Regions from separate parts of the Anser cygnoides genome. Here region 2 is linked to region 1. The links are chromatin contacts, called in public Hi-C maps. All regions are on one chromosome and are shown on one strand. Each heading gives the region's core, a stretch centred on a gene start, on an enhancer-like site or on the middle of the called end of the contact. The rest is flanking DNA. Distances are from core to core; before and after follow the strand shown.

Evidence for each region. Hi-C and Micro-C count contacts between places; a contact is called where the count stands out from the background.
Region 2: a Hi-C map of liver shows a contact between it and region 1, with 11 times the contacts expected there. The contact joins two enhancer-like sites. A contact is called at or near these places in 3 of 7 Hi-C or Micro-C datasets (all in liver).

The regions. Positions count from the first base shown.
Region 1 is chr27:1,130,965-1,134,493 of Taihu_goose_T2T_genome, reverse strand. The region is part of intron 2 of GNG7 (G protein subunit gamma 7); the gene reads right to left. Among named protein-coding and RNA genes, the nearest start is that of GNG7, 19 kb to the right of the region's middle. Within about 2 kb of position 1,618, at least 2 of the 3 cell types and tissues checked have open chromatin away from gene starts, as enhancers often do. A contact at or near this core is called in liver, where this site is marked.
Region 2 is chr27:1,168,297-1,171,825 of Taihu_goose_T2T_genome, reverse strand. All of the region lies in intron 2 of GNG7 (G protein subunit gamma 7), which reads right to left. Among named protein-coding and RNA genes, the nearest start is that of GADD45B, 19 kb to the left of the region's middle. Within about 2 kb of position 1,720, at least 1 of the 3 cell types and tissues checked has open chromatin away from gene starts, as enhancers often do. A contact at or near this core is called in liver, where this site is marked.

The sequences.
Region 1 (3,529 bases), core at 369-2,868:
GGAGAAAGATGAGCAGCCTGGAGGAATTTCAGCCATCAACAAGCAAACAGCCTCTTCAGCCCTCTCCACAGAGGATGACGTGCCTTTTGTACGGAAGGCTGCTTTCCCCATAGCCTGCTGCCTCCTGCTAATTGCTCTGAGAGATGAACTTGCCCCCGTAAATCACGGGCTGCACGGCGCCAGCGCTCAGCTGTAGCCCCCGCTCGCTGCCTCCCAGCTCTTCCAGCTATACGTGATTTTACAGCATGAAAAAATAATTACTGCTTCTAAATTGCAAACAGATTGAAATAGCAAGCAGCTTGGCCCCGTGAAGTATGTGCAGTTGTTCAAGTGTCTCTGGTGCTCTCGAAGAGGTGATAAATGCCGAGCTGCTGCGGGAATCAGCTGCCGCCTCCGAGCTGCAGGGGAGAGCTCGAAGCCGCGGCCAAAGAGGAGCCACCCAAAACCCAAACCTACCTTTTGACTAAACTGAGCTCTGCTGACAGCAATCACAAGAGGCAACACCCAGTACGGGGATTTTCTCCTTTGAGAGTCACAGCACGGCCGAATAACTCACACCAGTTTGACGGGGGGGGGGGGGGAAATAAAAGAGAACCCTCATCTATACTAAATGAAGTCTTGAAGCTACACCTACCTAAGCGAACGCCTGAAATGACGTTACAAACACCATTATTTGCACTGCTCCCCCTTGAACTTTGTCGATGCACCTGCCTTTCTGACTGCCCTTTCTTTCCTCCTGTTTTAAAAGCAGCGCGGGGATCCCTGGGCGGCCACGTCCAGCTCAGCGCTGTCACAGCAGCCGCCGCAGCGTTTCAGATCCCTCTTGCAACCGGTCACCATTTTAAGCGCTGTTGGGGTTTTCTGCGAGCGCTGCCGTTCGGGACTGCTGTCGAGGGCAGGCCCTGAGCAGCTCCCAGAGGAACAAGGGGTGAGGGCAGCAACCCCCTGCGAGGCACCTGCGGTTCTGACATTGAACCTCCCCACCCCAGAGAGCCCCTCTCATCTCTGCAGCACTGCCCCGTGGCCCTCGCAAAGCCTCCCGGGGGTCACCCACTCGTCCCCCTCGGCCGTTCTGCAGTCGGTGCCAGCCCTGCAGACACCCCCGAGCTCGGCCTGATGAACTGCAGCAGCGTTTCCCCCTGCGCAGACCTTTGAACCGAAGGTTAATGCACCGGGCACAGTTCGCAGCAGGGAAAAAAAGCAGGCCAAGAAAACTTTCCAGAGGAACACAACACCATCTTCGGCTTTCCGCAGAAATGAGCCTTTTGTTTACAGGCTTGCAGAAGCTGACTCCAGGGGCTGGTCTGTTCTTGCTCAGAGAGGGAAAACAAGCCTGACCTCAGCGTGCTGGAATAAACTCTGCCCCCTCCTTCCTTACATGCTTCTCCCAGTGCAAAGGTACAGAACACGATATCCCGCAGCGTGACCCAGCTGAGCGAAGCGTGACCACACGCTCCTGCTTACTGACATCGAAAACAAGACCGCCGGAGCCAAGAAGGTGAACTGGCAGGACCAGCTCTGGCTTTCATTCATCTGGCGGCACCGGCCAGCGACTTCCCAGCTGGCCAAAGGTCTCCAGTAAGTCAGCCGGCCCCCGGTACGCCGCGTACGGCGTTCGCTGCTCAGCGCACAGCTCCCGGGGCACAGCCAGCCGCGCGGCAGGCACTCCCCTATCTCCCACTTGTACCATTTCCTACGCAGGCGATAAGCAGGCTGCAATTTCCTTCGAGCGGATATTGCACGGCAGCGCTTGCCCGAACAAAGGACCTGAACATCGCCGTGCGAGAGTCAGAGGGGCTCTGCCATCCTCGTTAGAAACCTGTCGCAGGCATTCGTCACACCAACAGGTCTGGGGAAAGAACACTTGTCGGTTTTGGTCCTTCTTGACCCATGCCCTGTTTACGTTTTGGGCCAGGATCCCTTGCTCACGCCCGCCCTGCACGCAGGCGAGCTGCTTGCACCACAAGTGCCAGCGCTATCAAAGATACCTTGCAGTGGGTGGGAGCAGCAAGGAGGGGAATTCCTTTCCGAACTGCCTGGAAGCGGCAACAGTTGGTAATGCAAGGCATCTCCCGAGGCAAAGCCTGCAGCTGCCAACGTTCCCTCAAAGCCGGTGCAAAGCTGGAGGGAAGACAGATCATCCCTTCCAGCCCACCAGCAAGCCTGCGGTGCCAGGAACCCCGTGGGAGGCAGTCGCTGCAGAGCCTTTCCACCACCATCTTCCAGCTCCCCGGCAGGAGGAACTCGCTTTCCTTCCTTCGGACGCTCCAAGATCCGGCGGATCGCAGAGCAGGCAGGCGGCCGATGCTGTCAGCTATTCCTACTGCCACTAATAAAGAGTGCTATGAAAAGATTAGAGGGAACACGCGACACGAGACTCACGGAGTCTTTCTGCAGGAAGAGCCTGCTGTATGAGCAGTCTTTACGACTTTTAAAGAACGCTTGAATATGTGACAGAGGGTAAAAATCAAAGACACTGCATGCACAAGGTGAACGAGGCACCAGCCCAGTCACCTCTGCAAATAAAGGTCAACATGCAATGTTCCCGATAACACGATTTGGGATTCCAACGTGAGAATAAGAGAAAACTGCATTTGCGCTGGCTGTGACTTTCGGCTCCTTAGCTCCAGCCTGCTCGTTCAGTGAAGAGACGCGGGTTTTAGGAAGCCCAGAGCCACCGGCAGGCTGTTGGTGCAGAACAGCCGCCGAGCCCTGCCCTGGTGAGAGCGGCGTGCCCGCGCCGTGTTGGTGCCAGCGCCGTGTTGGTGCCCGCGCCCCCGTGCAGCACGGTTGGGCAACGCGGAACAGCTCATGGAAAATCAGAAGCTGCCAAATGGCCAAAGGCTCCTTCCGAGGCGTCTGACTGATCCCCTCGTCGAGGAACTTGGGAACTGTTACATGCCGTACCCATGGGCCAAACTAAAGCATTCCAGGCAGGTACCGCTGACCGGCGGGTAACCAAGGGGCACCGAGCAGCACCGGCACGGGACCGTGATTCACAGCCACGCTGCAATCGCACGAGGTCGGCACCTGCCACGCGGCGCGGCGCGTCTCGCCCGGGCAAGCAGGTTGCAGACCCACAGCGGCGCTTCAGGTTCCCCCAGGACCGACGTCTCGGTGAAGTTAGAGGGAAAGGAACGCGTTACTTGGGGTAAAGGTGCTCAGCCCAGGCTCGAAATTAAAGAACCTTAATGGGATAACCCAAGCTGGTTGCAATTCTGCTACGTAGTACTCTAAAAATAGGCAAAAGGTACTGGTCCAGAGGTAGACTTTGTCCAGTCTCCAAAAATAGACACCCAAAAATAGTAAATCATTACCAGGCAATTGCATCTGGACAACCAATGCAAAACATCCGTGGTAAAGAGAGAGTTCATCAAGCTTTTAACTTTTCCCCATTAATTCCTCCAAGGGACGAGCAGATTCCTCGTTCCTTGCCCACAGGAGTCCTGCCATTTTCCAGCACGCGGCCCAGGATTTTTGCTAAGTAACAGCTGCCACAGCCAGCGCACATTTGCTTTTGGAAGCAAAC
Region 2 (3,529 bases), core at 471-2,970, 37 kb before region 1:
ACTTCACAACCGGCTCCTGCACCCCGGTGAATAATTAACTAAGCACGTCATTAACGACTGGAAGCCCTCAGCACGGAAAGAAGATGCAGTGGGTCGCTGCGAGGCACACGAAGGGTGTCCTCGGGAGTTTTTTTTTTTAAAGCCAAAACAAACTTTGAAGATGTCACTCGGGCAGACGGCCGTGTAAGGCGTTTGGAAAGAAGCCAGGCCGAAGCGTGCTGGAGTAAGGTGCACGTGGTGCAGATCGGGGTGACACGCGGGACACAGCGAGGGCACCCCCCTTCCGAGCTTCATGTTTTCAATAAATCTGCGCCTGGAGAAGGACAGGGGGGTGCCTGCAGGGGAAGCACGGGACGGTGGGGACAGCCAGGTCTCGTGCACGTCCTCCTGCCCCCATCACATCGCCCGGCGGCAGATAAACACACGCACACACCCCGGCTTCCTTCCTGCAAGAGGGGAGGACGCTTCGGTGTTTCTGCACGGCCGCAGAGAGCAGCAGCACCTGCCCGGGGCAGGCTTCTCCCCTCCCAGCACTCGTTGTGACTCCGCAGAGCGGTAACGCCACGGGTTTGGCTGCGTCAGGCCGACGGAGAGCGCTCAGCAGGAGATCAATCCTCCCGTGCCCCTCTGCTGCCGGGCACCTTCTGCCCCCGTGGCCAACCCGCCTGCCCCGGCTCCAGTGCAGCACTCCCGGGAAGGGCAGCGCTGCCCGGGGAGCACAGCCGCGTTTTCGGACACCCCTCCATTGCCTTAGCGCAGCGTTAACTCAGGAGTTGTTCAGGCTGTGTAAGCAATTCCAGCGGGGCCCAAGTCACCGCGGTCCTTGCGACACGCCGGCTGCCTTCCCGCTTCCCTGCTCCTCTGTCCGGGCTCGCCGCAGGGCTGAACCCGGGCTGTGGAGGCACTCAGGGAGCTGCAGCGAGGCTCCGCACCTCCACGGCTCTAGGGCGGCGCAGGAAAACCGCCGCTGCGGCGAGCGAAACGCCGCAAGGACCTACAGGGGGAGGTGAAAATCAGGAGAACGCGCGAACATTGCCACGCTGCTATCCAGTGGCGTTTCAAGGTCTAGGCCGACGAGAGGCAGCGATGAAAGGTTTCGAGGTCTTGCAGCACGCAGGCAGGGAGCCAGCCGGGAGCACGGCAAGGGACAGAGCAGCCCCGGGAATGAAGCAACCGAGTCCCGAGTTACGAGTTGGCTGCGGCGCAAGCGCCCCATGAGCTTCTGCCTATTTTTGGGAAGAGCAGCGGAGGACAGAGTCCCAGCAGTGAAGTCAGGACAAGTTCTGGGAAGATCAGGATTTGCTGTTTCAAACTGCTGTGCGTGTTACGAACCGAAAGCACGCGGGGACGCTCCTAGCGGTGCCCAGCACCAGCTCAGACTTTGCCTCGAGGGAAAATCACGGCATGCCCCAGGAGGTCGGGTTTCGTTATTAAACAGAAGAACTGAAAGGATCCCAGCACGAGTGACAGAAGCAGAGGCCTCACGTCCGCATTCCTCACGTTTTCAGCAAAAAGGGTTTGCACCGTTTACAAGCAGGGTGCTTCTGGTACTGCCAGTACCCTGCCGCTTCCACCGCGGTGGGCGCTCGGAGGGCATTCACGCGGGGCTGCCCTGTGCCTGCCCCCCCCAGCACCGGCTCCGCGCAGCCCCCTGACGTCAATGCAGGCGGGCACGGGAGGCGTTTTTGCATCAGCTGGCTCGCCGTGTACCAGGCGGATCACGAAGGCAGCGCGATTTTGGCTGCTGCAGTGCAAACAGCCCCGCGGAGCCATCGCAGCCCCTGAGTCAGCCGCGTGCAGCAGCCGCCCGTGGAGGAGCCGTGACTCAGCAGCAGCTCCCGGCGCAGCGGCCGCCTCCAGCTGAGCCTCCCGGCCGGGCTCCACGCAGGGTTTTGCCCCCCTCGGTCCTCTCCTCCGCCTCCCGGCGTGGGAAGGCTCAGCCTGGACCCCGCTCCGTCCTGGCGAGGGCACCGCGGGGACCACCGGCCCCGCATCGCCCTGCCCCGAAATATCCCGCCGGGGCTCGGGGGGACGAGGGCGAAACTGCCGCCCGTGGAGGCGGCACAACCGCAGCGTGCCGAGCGGCCAGGCTTGCCGCAACATGCCTTGGAGCTGCGAGACGTGCCGGGCCGCCCCGCCAGGCTGACACCCGGCGCTGTTCATCGTTTACGCCGCGCACAGCGCGCCACTCGAGCAAAGCCCTTTCTCTTTTATGCAGCCGGTGCCACCTGCACGCTCCCACCCGCCGCCTCTCCGGCCTAATGGCAGGAAGTATTACGCTAGGAAATAAATATGCACTGATCCCTCTCGTTTCGGAATTCTTCCCATACTTCTCATAGCTGGAAGCGGCCACTCCTAACAGGCTAAATAAGCAGGCGAACATCTGAGTAACTGCTGCAGTTATGCTGCTCTTGTCTCCCCCCTCCAGATAAAAACAGCTGCGAGGTCGCTGGCGATGGAAGTCCCCGAGGAGAAGCATCTGAAGAACGCGCCTCCCGATGCCCAGCGCCTCCAGCAGCTCCTGTGCCCGTAGCCGGGCTTGGCTGGGCGTCCTCTGGGCATCCTCCCCACCAGGAGCCGGGGGGACAAGCTACCGGGGTGGGCTGCAAGCCCCTGCTGAGGAAGGGAGCCGGAGAGATGCTCAGGGGCAGAGAACGTGCTCCTGGAGTGTGGTTTGACCAAAAACCAAAGCTTTCGGAGAAATGCCCACGAGCTCCAGCGGCGTTTTGCTGCAGCGAAGCGCACGTGTGCGCACGCGCTGTGAAGGGTCCCCGTGTCGCTGAGCGGTGGCAGCAACCCCGCAGCCCCAAAGAGGTGCAGAGAGCCATCTGCGCCACAGCGATGCGGGTTTTATAGCGCCTGGTGGCCTGAGGGCAGCCCACCGTGCACACAGAGCACAGGGCAGCAGCAGAGGAGAGGCTTGCGGGGCTGCAGGCACGGCACAACCCGGGGCATTTAACGCACGGCGCTCGAGAGTGCGACACGGGAAGATTCCCTCAGCGGGACTCGACGTCCAGGATCTGTCTGAGAAACAAGCTGGAAGGGATGCACCGAGTACTCAAGCAGCTAACGAACGGCTCTGCGCCCCCAAATCAAGGAGCATCGCCCTGAACCACTCAGCTTCAGCAGGAAAAGCGAGGCAGCAGCGCCCACGCTTCCATGCAGCCCCTGCAGCCCCCCTGCAGGACCCGGTCCCCCAGCACACCCACGGGTGGGCACACAACGGCCCGGGGGCAGCTCAGAAGCTGCCCGAAGGCTCCCTGGGGCTGCTCCCCAAACCCACCCCCCCGAGCTGGGAGCAGCAGGAGGAGCGCTCCTGCCTGCCCTGGGACGAGGGGAGCCCGGCGCTGGTAACCCAGCGCAAAGCCGCCCGGCGGTTCCTGCTTCTGGAGATGACCTCATGCTTTTTTGGAACAGAAAAAGGCTGTTAGGGCGATGGCATTTACTCCTTGTCTGGGCAGAACAAAGCAGGCTCCATTTTTCTTTTACACTTCCTGCATCAGTAGCTTAACAGCTGAATGAGCTATTG